Regions from separate parts of the Oncorhynchus mykiss genome. Here region 2 is linked to region 1. A link is a contact called in public Hi-C data. All regions are on one chromosome and are shown on one strand. Each heading gives the region's core, a stretch centred on a gene start, on an enhancer-like site or on the middle of the called end of the contact. The rest is flanking DNA. Distances are from core to core; before and after follow the strand shown. Region 1 holds the start of dynlt1 (dynein, light chain, Tctex-type 1). Region 2 holds the start of armt1 (damage-control phosphatase ARMT1).

Region 1 (7,330 bases), core at 2,089-4,588:
CATGGGATTTATTATTTATACAAAAATCACAATGTAACTAGTGTTAAACCACTACTGTCTCTTTTGTGCTTGAAATGTGTTGTTTTTAAGCCATTCCTACTAAGCTCTCTGGCATTCTGAGTTTGAGGGGGGGGGTGGTGTAATTCTGCAAAAAACATACCATGCTGCCACTGTTTTTATCCAAGACCTTTATCTCAAATGGTTGTAAAACCAGTTTAGAACAGCAATTCACTGTTTTATGCTTGTCATATACTCTGTTAATAGCCAGAGTATAAGCATGCATATCCATCAATCTAATACCCATAGAAGTGAAGTTTTCTGAATATTTACCGGACTACCACCATGCGTTACAATAACCAGCAGGAAGAACCTTAACTTGAGTAGGTGTAGCAGTTGACCCACTCTTTTGCCAATCCATTCCTAAGTGAAGCCACTGTATGATTGTACTCCTGGTGTCCAAATCGTATGTCATTTTTGCCCCCAAAAATTATGGCCCCATTTGTTTAATAGCTATGGAAAATGTTTTCAGTTCACATTCCCGAAGCAATAGTCTAGACTTAAGATATGGATGATTCCTGAAGTTCATTCAAACACTTCTAATGCTTAATCATTTGATTGTGATGTCTTGTGAAATGTGTATTGTGAAATATTAAAGCAGTGGTGTCAAACTCATTCCGTGGAGGGCCTAGTGTCTGCAGGTTTTTGGTTTTTCCTTGCAATTAAGACCTAGACAACCATGTGTGGGGAGTTCCTTACTAATTAGTGACCTTAATTCATCAATCAAGGGAGGAAAGAAAACCCACAGCCACTCGGCCCTCCCTGGAATGAGTTTGACATCTCTGTGTTAAAGGAATACTCAAGTAGCATATTTGTCATATGGCCCTTCCATCGTTCAATTTAGCTTGCCTTTCATAGCTTTTATTTTTTGTTTACTTCAAAGGTACTTGGGCTATATGTAAATTTCATTTGTACAAATTAACCAAATAATAACATTCTGGATTATTGTTTTGTACCTTTTTTTTTTTTTCTGTACTCAATAACCTGATGCAGGATTTTATGGATACAGGCTCCAGGAGGCAAGTTAGTTTTCATCACTAACCATTGGTAATTTTCTGTCTGAACCAAATGAATGAAATGTTTGTGTTGAAGGAAAGCGTTACCACTGATCCTCCAAACATGTATTCTAATAAAGATGGTGCCTTGTTTCCACTTTGTACCAGGGTCAGGAGTTTCCTCCAAACTTGGACTGCAGTCTGAAATCTTTTTGTTTGTGATGGAGCATCTACTTTATATATATATATACTTGTGGCTTATAGGGAGATGATTGTGGTGGTTATTTTGAGGTTTGAGTAAGAACCATGATTTTCTTTATGGTAGACTCTTTTGACTAAATTAGAACGGCACTCTGTAAATACTGTATCACATGTAAATAAAGCACTTGTGTATACAGCAAATGTTCATTAAAACTTGTAAATTATACAACATGCATGTCTCTGGGCATTGTCTTCTGACGGGGTGTCATTCCTACACGACAGTCCTCAACTGATCAGTGCAGATGAAGTCATCACGCTATCTGACGATAAGACAATGTGTCTCTGGGGTGACCTCTACTCAGCATTTCACTGGCCTATAGGTGTTGTGGTAGAATGAATTATAGTTGGGGGTTATATTGGAAGCTGGCAAACAAGCAATGACTGAAAACATTTATTGAAACGTCACTAACAAATCCTAACATGACAAATTGGTCCTCGTAAAATCTAAACAAACAAGATGCACAAAAGTCTTTTAGCAGTAGAAATACTTTGGTATGGTGGGCTTTATGAAAAAAAGAGCCGCACACTCTAGGAGCTTAGATGCAATAATTGAATAACCAACGTTTTGACAGATGAGCTGTCATCAGGGTATAATATTGGGCTTTATGCTAACAATCAGTTTGGACGGAATGGAAAAACCAACGTTCATTCATGTAGTGTAATTGAGTGCAGGCGGTAGATTCAGATGGCCAGGCCGAAGACACTGACGATGCAGTACATGGATTTATTCTCCCACCTCACTGTACAGCTTCCTGGAAGAGAAGGTTAGGTGGGATCAATGACAGACTCTCCATCTCTAGACGATCTCATATAATCTGGTTGTAGAGATTGTGAGAGAGATTCTCACCATCAGTGGTGTTATCCCAGAAGCATGAGCTGGCTGTCTGTAGACCTGCCCCGTTTTTCTGCATGATAACACAGGTCACTGTGGAGAAAGAGAAACAACAGTTAAATGACCCCTTTCAGCAATAACACACAAATCCATCTCAATGTGGAATGTAAGTATGATCATTGTATAGGATGATCCATCAACAAAAGTGGTGATGGTATATTTTAGTGCAGGAAATAAAGTAACTGATTTCAATTATATGTGCCCCCCCAACACTGATGCGGCTTTATTTTTTATTTATTTTTTATTGAACTTGAAGTCAGTTAAGAACAAAATCTTATTTACAATGACGGCCTGATATAGCCCAGCCAAACACTTTTCCTTTCCTTGCATTCAGGGCTACATACCAATGTACTTGAAAGGCTTGCCCAGTTTGCTAAGTTGACTCAGGGACTGCTCCACTACATTGGTGGTCCATTGGTTCACTCTGCTATGTTGATAGGCATTTCCTCCTATGGCTCCTTCTACTGACTGAAAATACATAAAAAAGAGGAACAGGCTTAGTTTCTGAAATTACTGACTATCCAGAGAAAATACAAATGAATACAGACGTGTCACAGCCCACATTAGTTGCATTACTCATATTGATGTGGCTAGCAACCAACGTAATCCCGACATGATGTCCTTAGCAACAGGCAGCGGGGTGATGAGTTGTTGCAATGTAGCAAATAGCTAGGCGACTTTGCTGAACATGAATGTCTCCTACCAATGCAACCATTAGCTAACTTCTCACTTGGCTAAAAGTACCTCTTTGATGATAGTGCTCACTTCGTCAACGACAAAGGCAGTCTGGCAGGATAAAAAGACAAAGGCGTGCAGAACAGTTATAGTAACTGGGGAACAACAGTAACGTTAGCTAGCTACCTAACATTGCTAACATGCGTCTTCAAATAGCCTTACATTTAAACGTTACATTAATTAGGTGGATATATTAATTAGCAATTTTGAACATCTAGCTAACCTCTTCTCCAGTCTGAAACTCATCCATGATGTTAGCAAACGACAGTTACCGCTAGCTAGCTCAGCTGTCGCCAAATTTGGGTGGGTGGGAGGCGCATGCGCAAGAGTGATTATGATGGTCGTTTCTGTACTGGTTGTTGCATGGACAAAATCATGTCTCTTTCTTCCCTGTTCACAATAAAAACAAAGAGACTGGGTATATTTCCATCCTCACTGATTACATCTTCAAAGCTTACTGTGCAATATAACAATTGGCTGGCTTTACCGTAAAAACCCAAGAAACCTAATCATAGACAAGAAAAGAGTGAAGGAAATGTATAATAAAACACATTTTAAAGCTAATTGAGACAGGTACAAAAGTTTATTACATCTAATTTAAGCCATCCAAAAGTTATGAATATACACCATAGAAACAGGTGAATTAAAGTGGGCTTAAACACTGGTCATTCGCAAGTTTGCAGTGTAGGCTAATCACCACCAGTCTCATTTTAAAGCATGATCAAGACAACACACTTAACTAAACTTATATTTGCACCAGTTTGGATGAAAAACAAATAAACGTTTCTTATTTAAAAATAAATTCCTTGAATTACTCCACATAACTGGGGGGAAATACATGGACAGCTGGCATGCAGAATAAAGGCTCATACCTATAAATACAAATATTTCACAGAACAAATATCCCCAAACAGACAGTTCAATGTTTGTGAAGAATATCATTTGTTATATTGCTGAAGCATCTACTTCCTTCTTTATTTCTGAGTGATGGGGAAGGAGTTCTGATCCATTAGCTCCCCAACTCTCTCCTGGAGTATGTGGACCACCTCAGCCAGAATGAAAACATGGGTGTCGTCAAGGTCCTGGATGATAAACTTCTTTCCCAGGGCAGATGTCTCATCTAGGTACAGTAGGAACTGCTTCATGGCAGGGTCACTGTTTCAAGTAGTGGGGAAAGAAGATATGAAACCTGTGATTTTCTCCTGAAACATCTGATTATCATAGCTGGTACAGTATAGCAGACAGGCTGGATTTTCTGCATGATTCATGTGATTAGCTTGATTGATTTCAGTTTGATAATCATAAAATATGATAGGCTTTGTGCATGCATACCACTCGACAAGAACACCCTTTAGTACGTTGACCATGATAATGTTAGATTCCAAACACCAGTCTCCAAAACCTGGAAAAAAGCAAACAAAATATAGGCGTGAACACCAACACAATGTGACATGCACCTTGACGTATGACACATTCTAAAAGTAATTAACTGAACTGTAGCTTCTCACTGCAGAGGTAATTTACTAATATTAAAGTGAGACAAAGAGGAGCAAAGTAAGGACTAGGTAACGTTAGCTGGCGTTATTAGCATCATTGCTGAATAGCTAGTTAGCCTAGTTTGCTACACTTCGAAATGCTCAGTCTGACATGTTTCCGTCACAATCTCAAAGCCTGCTCATTTGCGAAAATTCAGGCTAGAATAGATCAGCTCTTTGCTGATTGTCATTTTGTGGCGATAAATAGCTAATCGGTGTATTATTCTGTACTTACGGAGCTTGTTTGCTCAACAGTGTTGATGGCTGGCTGCGTTGTTAACAAGTATAAAATGCCTTAACGCGAAAGGCATTGTGGGATGTATGGTGTCTGATGAGGTATAAAGGTTAGGCCAGGTATTCCCAAACTGCGGTATGCAAAAATGAAAATGTGATTTACATTTTTTTTAATATATATATATATATATATATATATATATATATATATATATATATATTCACATTTTCAAACAGTTTTTCTCCCCTGAGCAACCTCGTTTCACTCGTTTCATTAAACCATCTGGTGTTCATCGAAATGACAACACAATGTCAAATACAGGTAGCCTAGTCAAATAATTAACATCCAATCACAGTAAACGTTTCTCTCTCAGGGGAATTCCACTAACGGTCCGGTATGTATCCAAGCGTAGCTGCTGCTCATTTAGTTTGCTCGAAAATTGATAAATTGTTTTAAAAAACTAATGCACGGGTCCATAGACACATACAGCTCTACTGATAACGTTAGTACTGCTACTACCAGCAGTACTACACCTGCACCTGTCGACGACAGGTAGTTCTGCTTCCACGAGCACATCCAATGCTTAGCATCAGTAATTCTACATTTGTTTTTAGCCCAGCTAGCATGGACACCTTCAAACATTCAACCTCCAGTTGTGAATGTGATGCAGCAGAAGAGCTACTGCCCCCCCTTGGACCATCGATGAGCAAATATGATGAGAACTACATTGATTTGGGGTTCACTTATATTGGAAGTAGTGCCTTTCCTCAGCCACAGTGTGTTATATGCGCAAAAGTACTATCTCACAACTTGATGAAACCTTCACTCTTGCGCAGACATTTGGAAACAAAACATGTCAATTTGAAAAATAAGCCACATTCGTTTTTTGAACGCGAATTAAGACGACTTTCGAGTAGTAAGACATGTATAAAAGCAACAGATACCATTAATAAGAAGGGCTATGGTTGGGACAATGCTAGGGGGAAAGGCACAAAAAAAACTATACAGACAGTCTCTTCATCAAACATCACTGTTTCACGACGCATCAGTGACATGCAGATGTTTTGAAACAATTACTGCTTCACCTACAAGCCAGTGAATTCTATTCGTTACAGCTGGATGAGTCAACATACATGTTGGGCCTGGCACAGCTCCTGGTATATGTCCGTTACGTTTATTGGAGGTCAATTAAGGAAGACATCCTCTTCTGAAAACCAGGACAACAGGAGATTATATTTTTAAAGTTCTGGACAGCTTTGTGACATCAAATGGACTTTGGTGGTTGATGTGTTGGTATCTGTACTGATGGTGCAAAAGCCATGACAAGGAGACATAGTGGAGTGATAACACGCGTGCAAGCAGTTGCTCCCGACGCCACTTGGGTACACTGCAGCATCCATCGAGAGGCTTTTTGCTGCCTGACAGCATGAAATACGTTTTGGACACTACTGTGAAAATTGTTAACTTTGTTAAAGCAAGGCCCCTTAACTCTCGTGTATTTTCTGCACTATGCAATGATATGGGCAGCGACCATGAACGCTTTCACAACATACAGCAAGAAGTGCGCTAGTTATCAAGGGGGAAAGTATTGACACGTTTTTTTTTTAAATTGAGAGACGAGCTTACCCAAGTTTTCTTTACTGACCTTCATTTTTACTTGTCTGACCACTTGCATGATGATTTCTCACACGACTGGCCTATCTGGGTGATGTTTTTTCTCGCCTGAATCATCTGAATCTAGGATTACAGGGACTGCCCAACTATGCACTGTGCGGGACAAAATTGAGGTAATGGTTAAGAAGTTGGAGCTCTTCTCTGTCTGCATTAACAAGGACAACACACAGGTCTTTCCATCATTGTATGTTTTTTGTGTGCAAATGAACTCAAGCTTACGGACAATGTCAAATGGGATATAGTGCGATAAGTACTTTCCCGAAACGGATGACACAAACAACTGGGTTCGTTATCCCTTTCATGCCCTGCCTCCAGTCCACTTATTGATATCTGAACAAGAGAGCCTCATCGAAATTGCAACAAGCGGTTCTGTGAAAAATGAATTTAATCAGAAGCCACTGCCAGATTTCTGGATTGGGCTGCGCTCAGAGTTTCCTTCTTGGCAAATCGCACTGTTTAGACACTGATGCCCTTTGCGACCACGTACCCGTGAGTGGATTCTCGGCCTTCACTAGCATGGAAACTAAATACAGGCACAGACTGTGTGTGGAAAATGATTTAAGACTGTGACTCTCTCCAATACAACCCAACATTGCAGAGTTATTAACTTGTGATGAGTTATTCATAATTTCCGATGAACAAATAACGTTATGTAAAATGGCTAATTAAAGAGCAAAATTATTGATTATTATTATATTATTATTTGTGACCTGGTCCTATAAGGGTTCTTTGTCGCTTCCCACGAGCCAGGTTGTGACGAAAACTCACACTCATTCTTATGTTTAATATAGGTAGTGTGTGTGGCAGGCTTACAATGATGGCAAAAAAACAACATTTGAGAGCGCGCTGACCCTGATGCTAGACTGGGTACGCAGCTGGAGGTTGAATGTTTGAAGGGGTACGGGGGACTATAAAAAGTTTGGGAACCACTGGGTTAGGTGGAGTG
Region 2 (7,330 bases), core at 3,270-5,769, 280 kb after region 1:
TCTGTCCATCGGCAAGATAGAACAGCTGCCTCCGGTAAGACAAGGGGTGGTGGTCTGTGTCTATTTGAAAATAACAGCTGATGCATGAAATCTAATATTAAGGAAGTCCCGAGGTAAAGTATCTCATGATAAGCTGTAGACCACACTATTTACCAAGATAATTACATCTATATTTTTAGTAGCTGTCTATTTAACACTACAAACCGATGCTGGCACTAAGACGGCTCTCAATGAGCTGTATAAGGCCATAAGCAAGCAAGAAAATGCTCATCCAGAGGCGGCGCTCCTAATGGCCAGGGACTTTAATACAGGGAAACTTAAATCAGTTTGACCTCATTTCTAGCAGCTTGTTAAATGTGCAACCAGCGGGGGGAAAAAAAACTCTAGACCACCTTTACACCACACAGAGACGTGTACAAAGCTCTCCATCGCCCTCCATTTGGCAAATCTGACCATAACGCTATCCTCCTGATTCCTGCTTACAAGCAAAAAGTAAAGCAGGAAGTACCAGTGACTTGCTCAATAAGGAAGTGATCAGATGACGCAGATGTTAAGCTACAGGACTGTTTTGCTAGCACAGACTGGAATATGTTCCGGGATTCTTCCGAATGCATTAAGGAGTACACCACATCAGTCACTGGCTTCGCCAATAAGTGCATTGATGACGTCGTCCCCACAGTGACCGTACATACATACTCCAACAGCAGTCATGGATTACAGGCAACCTCCCCACTGAGCTAAAGGCTAGAGCTGCCGCTTTCAAGGAGCGGGACTCTAACCCGGACATATAAGAAATCCCGCTATGCCCTCTGATGAACCATCAAACAGGCAAAGCGTCAATACAGGACTAAGATTGAATTGTACTACACCGGCTCCGACGCTCATTGGATGTGGCAGGGCCTGCAAACTATTACGGACTACAAAAGGGAAGCACAGCCACGAGCTGCCCAGTGACACAAGCCTACCAGACAAGCTAAATAACTTCCATGCTTGCTTTGAGGCAAGCAAAACTGTAGCATGCATGAGAGCATCAGCTGTTCCGAACGACTGTATGCTCATGCTCTCCATAGCCGATGTGAGTAAGACCTTTAAATAGGTCAACATTCACAAGGCCAAAGGGCCAGACGGATTACCAGAACTTGTACTCTGAGCATGCAATTGGCGAGTGTCTTCACTGACGTTTTCAACCTGTCCCTGACCGAGTCTGTAACACCAACATGTTTCAAGTAGACCACCATAGAACTGTGCCCAAGAACACCAAGGTAACAACGCCTAAATGACTACCATATGTAGACATGAAGTGCTTTGAAAGGCTGGTAATGGCTCACATCAACACCATTATCCCAGAAACCCTAGACCCACTCCAATTTGCATACCGCCCCAACAGATCCACAGATGTTGCAATCTCTATTGCACTCCACACTGCCCTTTCACAAGGAACACCTTTTGCTATTCATTGACTGCAGCTCAGCATTCAACACCATAGTACCCTCAAAGCTCATCATCAAGCTAAGAACCCTGGGACTAAACACCTCCCACTGCAACTGGATCGTGGACTTCCTGATGGGCCGCCCCCAGGTGGTAAGGGTAGGTAACAACACATCTGCCTCGCTGATCCTCAACACAGGGGCCCCTCAGGGGTGCATGCTCAGTCCCCTCCTGAACTCCCTGTTCACCCATACCTGAATGGCCAAGCTTAACTACAACACCATCATTAAGTTTGCCGAGGCCTGATCACAGACAACAATGAGACAGCCTATAGTGAGGTGGTCAGAGACCTGGCCGCGAGGTGCCAGGACAACAACCTCTCCCTCAACGTGAGCAAGACAAAAGAGATGATTGTGGACTACTGAAAAATGTTCTACAGCTGCACCATCATCCTGACCGGTTGCATCACCACCTGGTATGGCAACTTCTCAGCTTCTGACCTCAAGGGACTACAGAGGGGAGTGCGTATGGCCCAGTACATCACTGGGGCCAAGCTTCCTGCCATCCAGGACCTCTATACCAAGCGATGTGAGAGGAAGGCACAAAAAATTGTCAAAGACTCCTGCTACCCTAGTCATAGACTGTTCTCTCTGCTACCGCACGGCAAGTGGTACCGGAGCGCCAAATCTAGGTCCAAAAGGCTTCTTAACAGCGTCTACCCCCAAGCCATAAGACTCCTGAACAGCTAATCAAACAGCTATCCGGACTATTTGCATGAACCCCACCCCCCATTTTTACGCTGCTTTGTTTATTATCCATGCATAGTAACTTTACCTCTACCTACATGTACATATTACCTCAATTACCTTGACTAACCGGTTCCCCCGCACATTGACTCTGTACCAGAACCCCCTGTTTATAGCATCTCTACTGTTATTTTATTGTTGCTCCTTAATTATTTGTTATTTTTCTTATATTTATTACTTTTTATTTTAGTAAATATTTTAACACTTTTTTTCTTAAAACTGCATTGTTGGTTAAGGGCTTGTAAGTAAGCATTTCACTAAGGTCTACCTACACCTGTTGTATTCGGCGCTTGTGACAAATACAATTTGATTTAAGATTGTTGGCAATATTCACCTGTAGTAGTTTGTGGAACTGCTCCATGAGCTGTGTCTCTGAGAGGTCGTCCATGTTCCTGTTGAATCCCTGTAGATATGTACACAGGGATATCACAGCCTGCTGGGACTCAAAGAAACTCTGCGTCTTGCTTTCATTAAACACATCAAAGTCGCTGATGGGGGGACTGGCACAGACACAAAGAGAGAAAGGATAGGTTAAAAGACACATACCCTGAGTGAGTTATCCAGTTAGTGTATCATGTATAAACGGTTTATAGGTAGCTTATTAACAGTTGATAAATCAGTTATAACATTGGTTAAAATGGGATTATTTTCCCAAACTCATTTTGGTTTTTGCCCTAACACAACACAGCTGATTCAAACTATCAAAACTTGATGATTCGTTATTTGAATCAGCTGTGTAGTGCTAGGGCAAAAATCTAAACGTGGGGTCCCGAGGACCAGGAAACCCTGATCTATGCATTCCCTTCTCAAGTCTAAGCTAATGCTGACATTTAGCAGCACTGGTTCGCACTTGAGCCAGATGGCCTCCTGTATCCTGCGGTACATGTAGCACTCTATGTAGAGCCAGGGGGACTTGAACCAGCTGACGGGGTCCCGCTCCCCCAGTAGCCTCTGCTGTCTCTGGAGGTACTGGTTCCAGCTGTCTGTGTCCTCCAGGCCATCACACAGAACCAGGACAGGCTTGTCTGTCAGCAGCTCATTTCTCAGCTTAGAAAGAAAGCCAATGGTCCTCTTCTCTGCCTGGACTCCCTCCTATGGAAACATAAGCATTTCGCTACACTCGCAATAACATCTGCTTAATATGTGTATGTGACCAATACAATAACATCTGCTTAATATGTGTATGTGACCAATACAATTTGATATAGAAGAGGAGTAGGATGAAGTTGAACCATAGATTCTGATCCAAGGTAAATTTTGTGTTTTTTTACCCAAGTGTTAATTGTAAGGATTTGGGGGAGGAGAAGCTGATCCAAGATCAGGATGTGTCAGGAAATAAAAAATGTCCAACATTTGGATAATTATAGCACAGTGGCTTAGGATGGACAAGTGATGGTGGTTATTCTTACCTCTCCAAACTCCTCAAAGAACTTGTTTTTGTTGCGATGGATGGTGTCAATGACTCTTGTCAGGATGGTCGGCAACCTGTCTCTCACTGTGAGATATGCAAATGAGCTGTGTGAGGAAGAAACACATGACTAATTAGAAGCAACATTTTGAATTTACAATTCAGGATGGGTGCAGATCACTCTAATGGGATGTCTGACTCAGCTCATGCAATTTCTTGACATGTTGCTGACCACAACTAAGTTATGAATCATCACAGTTTAGCATCTTAGGCAACTAAGAAGAAGGGGCATGGCTAGACCTTTTTTTTTACTGGTATAGCACCAGAGATATAACGTTAACATGTATTGATACCACTTCATTCAGAACTGATCTGGTCTGATTAGCATTAGAAAAACAAACGCATCGTCTATAACGTTGGATGATGTAGCTAACAAAAGTTAATCTGATTTGATTGACCAGGAGCCAAGCAAGTATCAGGTGCCAATACAGAGAGATAAACTTAATCACACTAGCCTACATTCCGTAGCTAATTTAGCTAGCTAACTGTAAAATGTGCTATTGCTTACCAGCTAGCTTACGTTAGCTAGTGCTGCTAGCCTACGTACCACGCTGCCCCCTTCCTGACCCAACACAATTCTGTTGAACTGTCTCTTTGATTGTATAGCTTAGATATAGTTAAAACGCGGATCATAAGAGTACTAAACATAGCTGTCAACATACCCTTCAACTTTAGCAGACAGGGATGGAGGGACTAATTGGCGCAAAGCTTGATTAGCCGCCATCTTTTCAACCAGGAAGAGAATATGACAACATTCTTCTTCTACATTATTATGGCGGTCCGCAAACAAACGTTAGTGGTGCATGCCGCCACCTTCTGTACAATCCATTATACTTGGTAAAAGAAAAATTACCCTGCCAACTATTAAAGGAGCAATATGCAAAATTTGCTCCGCCATTTCCTAATAGTTTGCCTAATTTCAGTTTATATGAGAAAACAAGTAGTAATTGTGTAGATAATCATTGTACCATCTAAACCACTGTAAAATATATTTCCCATAACCAAAAATATTGTATGTTCAGCTGTTTGAAGCTGGTGTACAAAACCGAAAGTAAAAGAAGCAAAAACTAACCTTAAAAACAGGAGGTATAGAAATAGCGCACATAGAACATATCTACCGCATCTTACGCTTGCTTTCAAAACAGATGACAAATCTTTAACTCACATTTCTATGTTAATTTGATCAGTTGCCCAAAAAGTTACATATTGCAGTCAACAGCCTGGGAGGACAGAACACTACTGTTCAGCACCCCCTGTAACTCTTCTGCGGTAAAATCTCGTAATCTGAAGTACTTCTCTGCAGCTGCACTCACAAAATAGATTTTCTGTGATTTACACTTTTGAGGTAGAGTTGATAACAATGGCTAAGAAACCAACCTTACTGAAGCACATATTATTCCAATCCATTTTCCATTGGCCTCAGCCTACTCACAGGGATCCTCGCCCTGTACCCATCTTCCTCTACTACGTTCTTCACTGCCTCAGCATACAACAACTTCTGTACTACTCTGATCCTTGCAACCGCAACCTATCTTTCTCTAACCGGACACTTCTGATCTCCAGAACCATGGGTACCCCTACAGTTAACACACAAAACTTTTTTTTCCTACACACTGCTGCTACCTGACCATAACCTAGGCACCTAAAACACTGTAATGGGTTTGGGACAAAAGCTCTCACAGGATAACTGACACATCCTAACTTGAATTTGTCGGGTGAAGACTGCATACAAAACTCAGCAGAACAGACATTGTCTTCTCTGTTTCACCACGCTCTCCACTGGGTCTGCATTGCACCAAACGGAGGGTATCACATACACTGGGAATCTTCCATTTCAGATGTTCCTCCTCAACACTTAACACCACAGTTATCACTCCATTCAATGGCATCTTTCTCCGGAGAGCAATGTAAGTCATAGTTTTTGTGCTTAGGCTCTGGATGGAAAAAAACGCAATAAATCCTCACGACTCCACTTCAAGTTACTTTTACCATGTATGGATCCACCAGAAGGCAAGGATACATTCTCCCAAAAATCGAATTCCCACCGAGCCAGAATCATCTTTTCATCATTGGGATGAGGCTCGACCTTGGCCATCTTCACCACACCTGCCTCCGCATGTAATTCATCCTAACTCAGATTCAATTTTGTTGTGATTTCTCCAACGTCCTCTCTTTGACTTCGACATGGTTCCCTTACCAAGTGGTATTCAAAAGCCCATGTCATAAAATAACTTTTCTTGTCGGCAACAAACTCCACACACAATCCACTTTCCTGAACAAGGCCTCAAGTTCTACATCTCGACATCCATTCAACCCTTGTGGTTCTTTCTATGACAACATTCAAATTGAAAAACTTTATTCATAGCAACTCCCAAAACAAGGGTTTTGTTTTGAGAATTGGTTATTCATATAGCTCGCCAGATTTTAGTCCTAAAACCAGGAAATGATTTGCCTCTGGTTCGTTCAGCCATTCCTGTGGTGAAAGAATATGGTTTTAGCAGAATTTCTTCAGCCTCCTAAGGTTGAAGAGGCGCTGTTGCGCCTTCTTCACCACACTGTCTGTGTGGGTGGACCATTTCAGATTGTCTGTGATGTGTACGCCGAGGAACCTGAAGCTTTTCACCTTCTCCACTGCGGTCCCATCGATGTGGATAGGGGCGTGCTCCCTCTGCTGTTTCCTAAAGTCCACGATCAATAGAATATAACTTCATATATATTTCAGTGCTTTTCCCCATTTACCCCATGGGTTATCCTACTAATATGCAGGCAATTAAAATGTGTAAAGAAACAACAACAACAACAACAACAATAACAGATTAAATACCCTCTCCTCTCCATGCAATACAATCAATTGATGCCACTGCTTTTAGGACATTGGGAAGGTTTTATGCATTTTTAAAGCAGGCCTATTCTACCCCTCCACATCTACTATTGTAGTTTATATTAAACTACACAATGCCACCATCCAGTGGTGACTGAATGTTACTCATCTAAACCGATTCTTTAGACAATATCAAAAAACATTATCTGTGAAAGTATATAGGAAATGTATTGGCAAAATTAATCGGTTTCATTTTGTTGGCTATGCTGCCATTCTAAAACTGTAGTGTACTACATACAGAATGTAATGTAAGCATGCTGTGTCTCTGCGTAGAGGTCTTGACCTTTTATGGCACTGGTGCTTCTAGTGTGCTTGCCCTATATCCACAGGGCTGCTGGTTCAGACTCCTCCCAAGCTGTTCCCCTTTGAACCACTTCAGTAGTCTACTGGATGCACTTGTAGGCCAAAACATTGTGACTATTTCTACATAATGAATGTAGTGCTATAGTGTCAAGTTGAGGCTGGTCTCAGTTGCAGTAGAATTTGTTACTGCTTGCCTTGATCTGGTCAAGACTGCTTTGGTGTTCTCACTATGCTGTGCGGTTTTTAAGATCAGAGAGCAGTGAGTGAGTTCGGCGCCCACCTGGGGGCTTTCTGCAATAGAGACATCTTATCTCACTGCTGTGTGCGGAACTTCGTTTCGCCCCGGGGGGTACTCAATTGTGACGGCATCCTTTGGGGCATCTTCTGTAGTTCAGGGCAATGGTTGCCATGGAGACATTAAGCCACTCTATCGCGAAACCGCAG

The links. Hi-C and Micro-C count contacts between places; a contact is called where the count stands out from the background.
Region 2: a contact with region 1 is called in a Hi-C map of liver, with 2.4 times the contacts expected there. The contact joins the promoter of armt1 here to the promoter of dynlt1 in region 1. A contact is called at or near these places in 2 of 3 Hi-C or Micro-C datasets (blood and liver).

The regions. Positions count from the first base shown.
Region 1 is chr4:24,146,854-24,154,183 of USDA_OmykA_1.1, forward strand. dynlt1 (dynein, light chain, Tctex-type 1) reads right to left here and starts at 3,339. Exons shown (of 5, transcript NM_001165233.1): 1 at 3,164-3,339; 2 at 2,950-2,991; 3 at 2,550-2,673; 4 at 2,161-2,238; 5 at 1,689-2,065. The coding sequence starts at 3,190. The coding sequence ends at 1,995. gtf2h5 (general transcription factor IIH, polypeptide 5) reads right to left here and starts at 4,762. Exons shown (of 3, transcript NM_001160561.1): 1 at 4,711-4,762; 2 at 4,273-4,342; 3 at 3,361-4,095. The coding sequence starts at 4,307. The coding sequence ends at 3,915. tmem181 (transmembrane protein 181) reads left to right here. Exons shown (of 17, transcript XM_021600774.2): 17 at 1-1,484.
Region 2 is chr4:24,423,522-24,430,851 of USDA_OmykA_1.1, forward strand. It overlaps armt1 (damage-control phosphatase ARMT1), which reads right to left and starts at 4,520. Exons shown (of 5, transcript XM_021600766.2): 1 at 4,365-4,520; 2 at 3,644-3,749; 3 at 3,085-3,326; 4 at 2,569-2,734. The coding sequence starts at 4,426.